Linked DNA regions of Mus musculus: regions 1 and 2 are each linked to region 3. Evidence: chromatin contacts called from public Hi-C and HiChIP or PLAC-seq data. All regions are on one chromosome and are shown on one strand. The core of a region is the stretch at or near the end of the contact, and the rest is flanking DNA. Distances in the headings are between cores, read along the strand shown.

Evidence for each region. A called contact is a pair of places that touch in the nucleus more often than the background predicts. HiChIP or PLAC-seq counts read pairs in DNA pulled down with a chosen protein or histone mark.
Region 1: an H3K4me3 HiChIP or PLAC-seq map of neural progenitor cells shows a contact between it and region 3, with 4 times the contacts expected there. The contact joins the enhancer-like site here to the promoter of Cdk5rap2 in region 3. A contact is called at or near these places in 1 of 39 promoter capture datasets (macrophages), 1 of 15 datasets of contacts at CTCF or cohesin (the NIH/3T3 cell line), 1 of 484 Hi-C or Micro-C datasets (olfactory sensory neurons), 5 of 115 datasets of contacts at active chromatin or transcription factors (bone marrow-derived macrophages, neural progenitor cells, oligodendrocyte precursor cells and 1 more) and 3 of 9 other capture datasets (adipose tissue, liver and pancreatic islet).
Region 2: a contact with region 3 is called in a Hi-C map of cerebral cortex, with 2.7 times the contacts expected there. The contact joins the enhancer-like site here to the promoter of Cdk5rap2 in region 3. A contact is called at or near these places in 1 of 15 datasets of contacts at CTCF or cohesin (embryonic stem cells), 13 of 484 Hi-C or Micro-C datasets (centrocytes, cerebellum, cerebral cortex and 6 more), 4 of 115 datasets of contacts at active chromatin or transcription factors (astrocytes and embryonic stem cells) and 3 of 9 other capture datasets (adipose tissue, liver and pancreatic islet).

Annotation. Positions count from the first base shown.
Region 1 is chr4:70,577,120-70,581,462 of GRCm38.p6, forward strand. No RefSeq gene overlaps it. Among named protein-coding and RNA genes, the nearest start is that of Megf9, 44 kb to the left of the region's middle. Within about 2 kb of position 2,737, at least 14 of the 459 cell types and tissues checked have an H3K27ac peak or open chromatin away from gene starts, as enhancers often do. A contact at or near this core is called in neural progenitor cells, where this site is marked.
Region 2 is chr4:70,257,142-70,261,961 of GRCm38.p6, forward strand. It overlaps Cdk5rap2 (CDK5 regulatory subunit associated protein 2), which reads right to left. Exons shown (of 37, transcript NM_145990.4): 26 at 194-242. Among named protein-coding and RNA genes, the nearest start is that of Cdk5rap2, 150 kb to the right of the region's middle. Within about 2 kb of position 2,135, at least 41 of the 459 cell types and tissues checked have an H3K27ac peak or open chromatin away from gene starts, as enhancers often do. A contact at or near this core is called in cerebellum, cerebral cortex, cortical neurons and 1 more, where this site is marked.
Region 3 is chr4:70,409,122-70,413,581 of GRCm38.p6, forward strand. It overlaps Cdk5rap2 (CDK5 regulatory subunit associated protein 2), which reads right to left and starts at 1,314. Exons shown (of 37, transcript NM_145990.4): 1 at 1,091-1,314. The coding sequence starts at 1,146.

The sequences.
Region 1 (4,343 bases), core at 1,487-3,986, 170 kb after region 3:
AGTATAAACCACATGAACCCTTTCTTCCCCAGCTTGCTTTTTGGTCATGTAATTTCATCACACCCTAAGACACAGTCCAAGGTAACAACTTTGGCCTCAGCATACCTGAATTCATCTTGAGCAAAAAACGCTCCCCATACAGTATGATTTCAGGTCTCTTGGATTGAGCAGAGGCAGGAGGCTCTTGGCCTGCCAACCCCAGAGTAGATGATGCAGTTTCTGCAGTTGCAGGGGTAGCAACAGTCTGGAATGGGGCCCTCCCTGAAGTGGTGGTTGAAGCTGCTGGCCACAAGTACTTCTGCATTGCCAGCACCTGTGACAAGCTGACCTATAAGTTCTTGCTTCCTTGAGTCAGACTGGCCAGTGAAGCATCTGGAGCACATTTCCTCTCATTGTGTTGTTATGCCAGGGGACCTTGTCTGCATCCAGTTAATCATCACAGAATCCCTGCTGTGTCGCTCATCTGGTCAATGGAATCTGAAGATCCTAATTTGGCTATTGTATTGGGATTGCTCTGTTGGGTCATCATCTGAAAGCAGGCTGGCTGGGGTGATGGTAAAGTTTTGAAAAATTGGATATGTGGCTGGTCTAAGAGAAGTGCCTGATAATGCATTATATGGGCATTGTATCCCCTCACCAAAGTGCGGAATGGTTAGGGTCAGTAAGGTTTGTTTGTTGTTTGTTTTTAAATTAATGTGAATGTAGTGGCAACTGCCCACAAATAAACTGGTCAACTAGCAGAAATAGGCTCAAATCTTCTGTACAAATAAGCCACTGGATTCTTCCAAGGTCTAAGTACCTGAGCAAGGACCCCTCTGCAGTCACTTCCATACATAGGACAGGATGTCCGTCTTTCCTCTGCTGTTTCTAGTGTCTCTGGCTTCCCCAACTGGGATCTCTTTTGTCTTTTGTTTTGTTTTCATTCTACAGAGTCATGGTTATTGTAAACCTTTTAAGCAATCACCAGATGGAACCGATTTATATTCTCAAACCCTTCTAAATTGTTTTCTTTTGCTTTTCTAATATGTGGGGCTGACTGCTTAACGAAAGCAATGTTTTCTAAAACCTATATTTATTCCTTCTAAAAATGGATCTGGCAAAAATTTTCCAAAGCATCCTTACCTTGGTCAGTGTTGGGGTTCCAGTCAGTTCAGGCAGAAGAGAAGATCCATTCTATCTGAGCTGCCCTGTCCGGCAACAATACCTTGGCTCAGCTCAGGGGCAGCTTGTCTACTCTTTGTGGAGAATGATAGGTTCTGAGTTTTCTAATTATATAAATCATTGGTTGAAAAGAAAGGTTGAAAAGAAACCATGAAAGGGGAAGATGAGAAACTTCCTCTTCTCCCCTGGGTTCCAGCCAGAGGAACTACTTTCCCCTTCCCCTGGCACAGCCAGCTGCTTAGAGTCCGAGCTTCCAGACAGTGCTTTGGGCTTAGGAGGGTGTGGCTGAGAGAACAGGTGGGTGGTTTGTGTTTCTCTGGGTGACCTGGCTGAGCCACAGGCAATTAGGGTTTCCGAAAGGAGGGGCATAGGTCTTCAGCCAAGTGGTCTCTCTCACCAAAGAAAGCCACTGATCAATACAGCAAAACTTGTCAATATGGCTGGGGTCTTGCAGTCATTGAAATCTAGATGGCCTGAATTGTCACTGGGCTACCTGACTCCAAAAGAAGACCAATCAATTTTATATGTTTGGCATTTTTTTTATGAAAGAAACAAAGGTCATATCTGTCCTTCAAAACCTTCCCTTGGAGTGCTGTGGTCCCCTCTGGCTGTCACTGCTTGGGAAACAAGTCTGACATGACCATTGCAATAGTAGTAGCAACAGCCATAATCACTGCCAGAAAAGTGGGGGAACACAGCGCAGGTGAGCTGCTTAGCATGACTCTTGAGTCGGCAGAAAATTGTGTGCTGTGCTTGGGGCAGTAGAGTCCAAGTTTCTAGGGCAGCTCACTACCACTTCCAATTTAGTTCAGTTTATCTAACCAACAAAACTGACAGAAACATGAAGAAATACATATTAAGGACAACCAGTAGTGGCCACCATACAGTGGTGGAAAAGGCCAGTGGAATTTGATGACTTTCCACATGGATCCTGGACATTGGATCAGCAGTTGTGTCTGGCTAATTCTTTGTATTAAACAGAAGGCACCACAACCAGACTTACCTCTGATGGTGATAGATGAGGTGACATTCAATTTTTTTCCTTTTGGGGATGGGAGTAATGAATTTTGTCAAGCTATAGGCAGGGATTGATTAAATGGAGGCCCAGGGCCCTGTAACATCTCAGGTTGTACACCCCTTAGGAGTCTCAAGCAACACAGTCTTTCCCTCACATAAGGGCTTCAAGACCACTGGTATCTTGAAGTCTGGTCTGTGGGGATCTTGCTGGAGTCTCCAGAAATGTGAGGTATCCACCAGCGACGATCATTTGTACACAGGTTCAAGTCAATGAAGTCTTGGTCAACTGGCCAGTGACTACTCTGGGTGTTTGGGGACCGGAGTGTTGTCCTAAGCCTTTCTTAGCATGAGCTTTTAAACAGAAAACTCCCTGACCCAGTTTGTAGCTGGCAGACATGAAACCAAGTGCTGTTCCTGACTACCTCAAAATTCACACTAGGGTGCGGGACAGGGTCCTGCTAGGTGCTAATGTTGGGAGGAAAAATATCCCCTATGCCCAGTGTCATCAGGTTAAGAGACTCAAGAACTCCTTCCTCTGAAAGCAAGTCTCTGCCATCTTGTGGCAAGGATCCATATCACAGGCACCGTTGGAGCAGAGATGGGCAAAGAGAACTGTTCTGAGATGGTCACGGGCAAGGCAAGGAGAAGGGTGCTGTCATTTGTGAAGATGTAGTTGCACTTCTGCTGGGGTCTGTGAAATAATATCATGGGATTCTAGTAAAAAAAATTCTAGTTGAAAGAATGAAATGATCCATAAAGCAGGAAAAGGTGCAAGAGGAAGGGATGGTGAGCAATGGAAGATTTCAAGAGCGTTTGTTTTCTGTAATTTAGAATTAGGGATCTGGAGAGATGGATCACCAGTTTATGAGCACTTGTTGCTCATGTGAGCATCTGCGTTCAGTTTTCAGCAACCATATGATAACACACAGCAACCTGTAACCCCAGTTCCAGAGGACCCAAGAAAAAAATTTAAATTAGAATTTAGGATTAGACACAAAAATAAAACAAACCATGCATTATATGTAACACTGTCGACCTGAAGCCACTTCTCCACAGGGAGGTAGAATGTATATCTTATGTATATTCAGTGTATACTTTATTCCAGATCCACTGGGGATATTGCCTTGGAAGGACAGAGTTCTGTGTGCACGTGGTAGTGTTGAGAACAAAGTCACATAGCATTTGCCATACACTTGCACCAAGTGTGCACATACACACCAACAAACACCCTTCCATCCAATCCCTATTCCCCCCCAGAAATAATAACATTAAAATTAAAAAGTAAAAATATATCCAGTCTTTCTGTTAGATATTCTAGGTTATACTTTTGCTTTATTTTCACCTTATAGCTCATATATAATAATTAAAGCTCAACCAGCTTGACCCTTTTCCTTAACATTGAAAATGGATTTTCCTTTCTTTTCTTTGTCACTGTTCAATAAGATTTATTTTAGGTCACTCTACAACATGAACTTTACAACTTCTTTCATATTTGCTTTGATACAAATGTATGTAGAGCTGAGATCTGACTAGGTATATTTGCTTTACAATGATATGGAGTTATAATCGGAATACTAAATGAAGTATTTTTTTAATATGGAAGACAGGATTGATTAAAGAGTAAAATGGAACACTCTCAAGGGGTGACAGTGGACAACGGCCAAAGAGATCATTGTACCAACCTACTTTTCTTTCTTTTTATTGAAATTAGATTCTTTTCTCACGGGATATTTTCTGATTATGGTTTTTACCACCTCTATTCCTCCTAGTTCTTTCCCACTTTTCCTTCCATCCAGATCCACTTCTTCTCAGTCTCTCATTAGAAAATAATAGGCTTCTAAGAGATAATCTTAAAATATAACAAAATAAAACATGACAAATAAAAGACCCCAACACCTCAAAGTTGAACCAGATAAACCAATAAAAAGAAATGAGTCAAAGAGAAGGCACAAGAATCAGAGTCCCTCTCAATTGTCCCCTTAGGTACCCATGAAGACACTAAACTGGAAGCCATAAAATAAATGTGAAAAAATGGGGCAGACCTGTGTAGACCCTGTGCATGCTTTCTCAGTCTCTGTGAGTTCATAAGAGCTTTGCCTCATGTTGATTTAGAGTTCTTTGTTTTCTTGGTGTCCTTTACCCACCCTGGCTCTGACACACTTTCT
Region 2 (4,820 bases), core at 885-3,384, 150 kb before region 3:
GAAGCTGCAGGATCTACAGTGGTGCATGCTGCTTGTTTGGTGTGTGGCCACGGTTGGTCCTGTGGGTATTGGTGCCTTGTTTACAAGAAGCAGCAACGTTACAGAAAGAAAGGGAGCTTTAAGTTAAAAGGACTTGCAGGAAATCCGAGGGTGGACAGTCCTGGGGTTTTCTTAGCAGCTGCTACACACTCACCCCTTGAGCAGTTCATTCTGGGGATGTGGTTCCACTCTGGCTGATTTTCCTGGAAGCAGAGAGAACATCAGAGGATGAAAACAGTTTTCAAAACGGTTTGCTGGCACTTCCTTGTCCAGGTATTTGCAGAGCCATGGACCTGTCAGTTTCAGCTGAGTTTACTCATACTAGCTCCTCAGGAACTGGGTCCAGATAACTGGACTCAACTTAGGAAGCGGCCACAACGGTCTCTCTGAATGCTGCTCCTTCCACTCTCTAAACACGGTAACAGCAGGGCCTAGCTGCAAAGGCCTGTCATCCTAGCTATTTAGGAGACCAAGGCAGGAGGGTCCTAAATTCAAGTTGGTTCAAGCAACTTAGTAAGACTGTTTCATAATAATAATAATAATAATAATAATAAAAAGCACAAGATATGCTACTAGATCTAAGGAAACAGCTTAGTCAGTAAAGTGCCATACAAGCGTTAGGACCAGAGTTTGCTCCCTAGCACCTACTAATATATATTTGTATGTATATGTGTGTGTGTGTGTGCATATATATATATATGTATATATATATACATATATATATATATATACATATATATATATATATGCAGCAGCTTATGTCTAGAATTCCAGCCCTGGAGAGAGGGAGACAGAAGATCCCCAGGCCGTCTTCTTGGACAGGCAGTCTAGAAAAACCAGTCATCTCCAAGTTGAATGATACGGAAGATAGGGAAGACATGTAACATCAACCTCTGTCCTCTACTCCAGCAGCCCCTACCTTACACTTACACATACATACACACACACACACGCGCGCGCGCGCACACACACGCACCTGCACAAACACATGTATACACACATGAGCAGGTACATACACAGATACAAAATTTTTATAGGAGGGCTAGAGAGCGACTGTAGTGGTGCACAGGTTAGTGGTACGGTACAGCACAGGTGAAGTTCTGGGTTCCATCCCTAGTACCATAGAACATAACACAAATATCCTGTGGCACTAGAAAAATATATGCTCACCATGGGGAGTGAGCAATAGAATTATAAAGCCTCCTCTTCCCGCCCCTCCCCCGAGCTGGCACGCTCTTGAACTGCCTTCTGTTCTCTCCTCCAGGCATGTGGGCAGAGATGATGCTGACTTCATTTTTGCACAACCCATTTTAGTATATGCATTTCTCCTACTAAGTTTGCTTTAGAGACCTCCATTGTGAAGATCATGCTAACATTCTATGGCAGGAACACGTGGACTGTATCTTGCAGTTCCCTAGTGGGTATTTAGGTCATCTCCAAATTTTCATTTTAGTAAATAAATGACACAAATATATCTGTGCACACGGCTTTATCTGCATTTAAATTATTTCCCTAGGAAAGACGCTCAGAACTGGGATTAGTGGGGAAAGCAGTATTGAAAAGTGCAGTTGAGTGCAGTTGAAAAGGCCACTGTCGACAGCAGGGGAAATGACTAACAGAAACAACAAAAGAAAACAAAAATAAAGCACAGGATGCTGTTGGGAGAAAGACGCTGTGCTCTGTTCTTGCGTGTCATCGTTTGAAAGGATGCACAGGCCCAGATTTCAAAGCAACTAACAACTTTATTTTAAAAATACTTCAAAACTCTGGAAATTGCAGACCAGGATGAGCTCTTTGAAGAAACTGATGCATGGCTAAAGAAGAAGATAAAAAAGCCCTTCTTTCGTTGCCTTGAAAAAGGAGACTATAATTAGACTGTCCCCACAGTGCTCTAAACTCCCAAAGGAAAAGTCCCAAAACATCCCCGGTAAGGAAAAAGAACACCAGAGCGAGTGGGTTTGTTTCTCATCGGGATTCAGCTTACAGTTCTCACAGGGGGGCCTGCGTGGCAGGCAGGCTCCATCTCTACCCCGGCAGGTCACCACATACCTGCTACTGTACAGCACTGTTACCCTCAGAAAAAAAGACGCATGGACCCAGTGTGGAGGCAGCAGCCCTGAGCACAATGACTTTAGAATGGACTCTCCGCCTTGGGTTCACTATAATCCTACAGTACCAACACTTGCTTCCACTTTACAGCAGGAAGGGCAAGCCCGAGGCTCTGCGCTCTATTCTCACCTTACTGCAGGCTACAGCTCAGAAGCGAGCAGGGTCATGGCAGGTACAGTCAACACTCTATGCCTGGATTTTCTTGGTCATATCTTTCCCATACTAGGGAGACTCTGTGGCTTCCAGAGGTTGGCTGTCGACCAGCCTGGTAGATGCTCTCACGTCTCTAGTGCGTGTCTATGTGTGACTTCTGTACAACTCGTCAAAAGGAGGAAGTCATAGTGACTAAGCCAGATCTCAAAGCCCCAGAGTGAAGGATGGTCCCTAATGGGTCAGGCACCTATCTTCTGAAGGAACAGCCTAGTTGGCACTGGGGCTGCTCACCAGCCTTCAGCTGATGAAAAGCCTCCAACCTCAGACCTCAAGACAGGCCACCAGCCAAGCCTTGCCACCAGCTAGAAGCTACATAAGTACCGCCAAGCAAACACAAGATGGCAGCCTGCTCCATGGGGATCACTGTACACTGAGAGTCATTTCCTTCAGGCACATAGCAGATGTCTTTGGTCTGGGATAGCTGTAAGCATCCTGAGCCTCCCAATCATGAGTACATCTTAAAACCATCAAAGATCTGGACTCATGCCCACAGAAGCAAGTGTCTCAGTGCCACCAACAGAGTGAGCTCTCTCACTGTTAAATAAAAGATCTTTTGAGTAGCTTGTATTACATCCATCCATTCCTCTATCACAATAGGGTCCTTTTAAAGTGAAGTGACAAATGGCCGTCATTTGGGGATTCATGAGGGGATCGTAACCACTGATAAACTGAGTTTCTTGGTGGAAACTGCCTCCACATAGGTGGCAGGAGACCATCTGTCAGCTATGGCAGGAGCTTGGGATGCACAGCATGAAAGCACTGTTTCCAGCTCTCTGGCAAACCTAAGAACTGTGAGCTCATGCAGTGAGGGAGTATCATGTTTTAAAACAGACATCAAAAAAAAAAAAAAAAAAAAAAAAAAAACCCAGCTTTCCCTTTCTTGGGTGACAAACAAGAAGACCACAGTGAGAATGTGACTTGTGAATGGCTAACCAGACTGTCGCTTGCTGCTCTTCAGAAGCCTCTTTTGGCACACAATTTCTCACCACGACTCGACATGATCCCCGTACTCAAACCCAAGTTCCTGGTGTCTCCAACTCCAGGCCATTCTTCTTCTCTCCTTTCGACCACGGCTCCTCTCAGGAGCCTGGCACACACCGAGGATAGAAGGGTGGATGCAGAGCTGTCCGGTCTGTCCTCGGTGAGCTCACCTCCAAGGAGACAGTTACAGGGTGTGGGGATGAGGGACAGTGTGGTAGCGGTGAAGGCAAACACAGTCCAGTATCAGCCAGAGGGGAAATTAGAGGTGGGGGATGGAGGGAGCTTTGTGCCTCTCCCCTCCGCCCCAAGGTTCATTTGTTTGCTTTTAAGGCAAAAATCTTCTATGTATCCCAAGCCAGCCATACACCCACAATCTTCTTCCTCAGCCCTGCTTGGGATGATAAACCTGTGCTACCATGCCAGGCATCTGGGCTTCATCTCTGAAGCAAAAACCATTCTATACAGAGGAGGTGATTCCATGGTGACAGGAGTCAGACCCTTTGTTTAACAGCCTGGGACACTGTTATCATCCATCCCTCCTCTCCTCTCCCCTCCCCTCCCCTCCCCTCCCCTCTCCTCCTCTCCCCTCCCCTCCCCTCCCCTCCCCTCCCCTCCCTCCTTCCCTTCCTCCCTTTTGTCTGAAGTTTTCCCTCTTCTCCCAGTCCTTCCCTTCATGGATCTCCCCTCTACCCTACCTCCCAATCCTCTCTTCCTCGATTTCTCTTCAGAAAAGGGCAGACCTCTCATGGATACCAACCATGGCAATATCAAGTTACAGACAGACCAGGTACCTCTTGCAATGCTTGCTGTCACTTCCCAAATGCTGTATGTTTCCAAGGGCAACACGAGACACTTAAAATAAGCTCACTTAATCCTTACAAACAACTCTGCTAAGGTAGGTGCTGCTACTTCCATAGAAGACATATGACCTTTGAAGTCGAATGACCCATAAACCAGGGTATTAACTCCAATATCTGACTCCAAAGGCCACTCTAGCTTCCCTCTGATAGCCTATACCACAAAGTCAGACTGACATGTGTGAGTTGCAGATAACCCAGAGTGAAGTACAGGAACAAGCTCTCTCTTCTATGGGGTGAACAGAGAGAGCTTTGAGAGGAGCGATACAATTTCTATAGAGAGTGAGTACAGCCTGGGTAGAAAGGCACTGGTCTGAGCAGTCAGAGAACGGGAAACGTGACAGGAACCTTTGGTCTCCACATCCAGCCTGACTCGAATGAGACAGGGACACAGATATCGAAGTGGTCTGAACCGGCTGTGAAAGAAAACCTCCAATTCGGACTCTGCCATCTCCTGTGTGACCTCTCATGCTCCTCACATGTATAGTTCCTCCTGTGCTGAGAATACAGCAAACATACAGTGAACGCCACCTTCCACATCCCTGCACTGGTTTTTCCATCACACCAGGGAAAGTCTTGAGAAGGAATGAGGAAAAGTGTCAAGGCAAAGGATCCTTAGTG
Region 3 (4,460 bases), core at 64-2,563:
AGCCCAGTACAGAGAGCCCAGACAAGGGTGGGACCGTCAGTGTGGATCTCCTAGCAGTGGAACCTGGATGTAAATAAGGGACACAGCAGAAACAGCAGGTACCCAAGCCTGAGAACAAGGAACAACTCAGTAAGATCGTTCCTGACCGAGCTTGGCAGTCAGGCACAGGGTAGAGGGCTTGGAGAAGAGACAGGGTTGGGAAGGGGTGGGGTGGGGGGTGGGGAGGCTAGAGAGGCAGATGCAGCCAATTATAGAGAAACTTGGAAGCCACAGTAGAGAACTTCATCCTGAAGATGACAAGGCACCTGGAGGGCCTAGGGCAGATTAAGAGATGAATGAGCAGGTATGAATGCAGCATCTGTCCAGTCAAGGCTGAGAGAGAAAGGAGGAGAGCATTAGCAGATCTCCTAGTTTAGTTCTCATGCCATCCGCCCGCTCTAAATGCCCCAAATAATCCAATTTCTGGTCCCAGGGGATCTGAAGAGAAGCCACAACTTGTAATAGTGGTAGTCATCATCCTTTTCACCACGGTTGAATGTCAGCCAATACAACTGCTGGGTAGCCATTGCTTCTTTTCATTCTCATCCCGTTTTTGGTGAGTGCACATCGGCGTTAGTACACTTTTCAGTGGGGAAGTCAACTTACCAAGGTCACCTACGTGGTCAGGGTATAGGCCGTTTTTTTAATTAAATTTTGTCCATCTCTAGCCAAGGCTCCACAGAACTTTGTCCCGTGACCCCATAAACAAAGTCTAAAATAACAACTACACTCCCCATAATGAATGCAAAGCCCCAAACAAGAATCAACCACCTAAGTGCTCTGATGTCCAGTTCCAGCCACCCCCTACTAATTAGACCCATCTCCTCACACTCTTTCAAAAAGCCCCCCTGCCTAGCCTACACATCGTCCTCAAAGTACTCCAGAACACACAACACACAGTCCAATGTAGTGCTGGCTGGACACCCAGGTCCCACCACACTCGGGGCGCAGCCGAGACCATCCCCAAGCAAACCGAAGGCCTCCAGGGAGTGAGTCGCCATCAACGGGAACCCCAACCCAGGTACCACGAATCCCAAAGCCAGGGCCACACCTGCAACCGCTGAGGGTCCCAGGCAGGGCGCCTTCCTCTTCCATCCCCGAGTCCATCGTGAACGCAGAGTGGTGGCGCCGGTGTCGGCGGCGGCAGCGCCACTGGTTCCCCGGCAGTCGCGGCGCGCTCGGTTCCCCAGGTCCCGCCCCCTCCAACCCAGCTCTTGTTCTCAGTCAAGCGGCGCCGCTGGAATTCAAACCGCAGCCGCCGCCATCTTTCCCGGCGCTTCTTCCTACGGAAACAAGGCGGGGTCACCCAGGCACGCGCGGTGAAGCCGCCCTGCAACGACCCGAAACCGGGCAAGAAGAGCTTTGCCTGGACGCCATCTTAACTCAGGGCAGAACCTGCGCACTCCAGCGTGCAACACTAGGAGAAAAGAAGCGGTAGCCATGTTTCGTGGGTGAGGGCATTCGGGCCGAAGCCAAGGCGAGCGCCATATTTGTTGAGGGTAAAAGTCCGCCGGGATCAGTTAATTTAAGCGGGAGGTGGAACAGCTCAGAGTATCAATCTGTTTGGTGTTCCAGACTCATGACTCCAAAATCGCTCCTTAGGCTCTTTCTACCCAAAAGGCTCTGCCTTAAGTTGAGACTCAGATAATTGAGTTCTGCTTCGATTTAGAAAAATACCACCTGTGGAGCGCTATTACAAACGGTAGTTTACAGGGTTAGTTTCAAGCGGCATGCCTATAAAGGGGTCACCCATACTTCATGTGCATTTTGTTACTATTAGGACTCATGCACCAGCAATCAGTAAACAGAGACTCAGAGAGAAGAAATTACTTGCCCAAAGTAATAAACAAGTTTACTATCCACTAAAACCAGATCCTTAGCTCCTCGTATCAACATCTCAGCACTCTGGAACCATGTTTTAACCTTCTTGGCCAGTGAATGTATTCTAAGAAGAGACATTTCTCCCCTCCCAAACAAAGGTCCAGATTAAATTGGAATTTCAGCTTTTCCTGCCTTGAAACTCCTCCCACTCTCAGGAGTTTTTGTCACTTTTCTTTAATAAATCTACCCAGGAATAAGGAAGGGGAGGGGAGGGTTGGGGAAGACTGGAGAGGAGAAGGCTTGGATGTGGAACAGTGGTCCCTGGCAGTAAACCTGTTCTGTCACATCCCTTTGACTGGACAATCTGCAAGTTATTTTTTGTAAGAATAACCTGAGATAACTTTAGGAATTCTTTCAATAATAATTCTCATGTCCCTACAACCCTAAACACTCTTTCTTTGCAAACTGGCAATAAACAGAGATATGATTTGAGCCCAGGTCCTTCTAAACCCCAACGCCCTAAATGGTGCACACAGGCTATATTCCACAAGTATTCTGTTCTTTTTCCAACTTAGAACTTAAAGTTCAGACATGCGATCTATAATTGCTTGGGAGGAGGACCACTGAATAACCCCCATCCATACTCATACACACAACCCTAATTAAACTCAGTGAGGAGGAAAAGAACATGAAAGTAGGAGAGGGGGGAGGGAGAGGGAAAGTGGGGAGGTGGAGGGAGAGGGAGAGCAGGCAGTGGGAAAGAACAAAGGAGTCAGCATGCATGGATGGGGACAAGAGTGTATAATGGGAGGTGATGACTATGACCATAACACATTGTATACATGTATGAAATGTGAAACAAAAACAGAAATCAAAAAAGACAGAAAGTCTAGCACAGTACTTAAATGCAATAATCACCAGACTCCATTCTCAAAGCAAATATCTCAAGGTAGCTGACTGATAGGATTGCAGGGCAAACAGTGTGTCTAACTACAACTTGGGACCGACTCTGCTTTTCAGACTTTGGCTTTCCCCTACACAAAATGAAGTAGAGAACTAAAAAGAACCTTTAGAGAGTTAACCCCCCCCCCCCTTGCCCTATTCAGTAAGGCCATGTTTGTGGATTATGAGCTTAACCCCTGGTGAACCTGAAACTGAAAATAGAATCAACTACCCAAAGGAAAAAATATAAGGGAAGTTGCTTTTCCTGCTACTGTAGCATATTCATGACTAGAGACAGAGAGGCCATTGCCCTGTTTTTCTCACTGTGGTATTTTTTTTCTGCCAAGCCTAGAAGTGACATCACTCCCGTCAGCTGTTTGGGCTATCTGGAGCCATCTCCTTGACAACAGCCATCCAGCCACAAAGACAGCATTATTACTTCCTTGGAAGAGGGCATTCTGCATGACTGGAAGTGGTTTGCATCCAGATGCTTTTGATTTGGCAGGAATCCCCTGAAGTTGTAGCAGCTCAAAGCAGTAAAGTTACGGTTACCAACAGCAAGAATCACTTTGTACAGGATAAAGCACTCACACTGCTCTTTGTACTGGTCTATCATATATTTCCTGACACTAGTAAGTAGTAAGTTAGGATGATTGCCCCACCCTAACCCCACACCATGGAGATGAGCAACTCTATAATTTGGATCCAAGTTTCCAGATATCAAAGATTGGTCACAAGCCTGTGACACTATTACAAAACTATGGAGCATGAGAACTTGTTCAGAGGTTTGGGACCCCAATATTTCATATGCCCTTGATGGAAGAATAATGCTCCTGCATCAGTTAAGGTTGTGATCTTCAAATGGACCTACAGGTTTTTGGAAGTACACACATGAAACAGTGAGAGAAGAAGGGGCACCAGCCTAGCCAGCCAGATCAGCCAAATCAACCCTGCTAATGAACTGAGTGACAGAAGCCATAACCAGATCCTCTTTATGTCCCTACTGGAAGATGATGAGATCTTTAAGAGGTAGGACCTGCTTTAGGGAAGGCAGGGCTTCAGAAGCAGCCATGATTCAAAGCACACCTTTCATCTGTACAAGTTGAATAGCTCAAGGAGCTTTCTTTCACTGTGAACAGATATTTTTTTCAAAAGCAAACTAGATTCTGAGAAGAAAAAAAGGTATATGTCAAAGACCAAATCTCACTTCTTAGCTTTCCATTTAGGAACCGTTTCAGACTTAGAAAAATATTGTAAAAGTGGTACAAGAAAGCTAAGCACAATGGTAGTACACACCTGTAATACAAATCCTCAGGAGGCTGAAGTGGGAGGATCATGCAACATGGGCTATACAGTGACAGAGGTCCCAGTGTGTGTGTGTGGGTGTGTGTGTGTGTGTGTGTGTGTGTGTGAGAGAGAGAGAGAGAGAGAGAGAGAGAGAGAATTCTTCATGTTTACCTTTACTCAACTCCCTAAGATATTCACATCTTATACAACCGTAACATACCTGCTGTAAAAATAACAAAAAAAGAAGTTTCACTGACACAATTCAATTTACTGCACAACTGACTGTAAAGTACATTGCTCATTAATTTCCTTCTACAGGTCCTTGAATGGATCCAGGGTGACACTGCATTTAGTGTCATATGTCCTTTCTC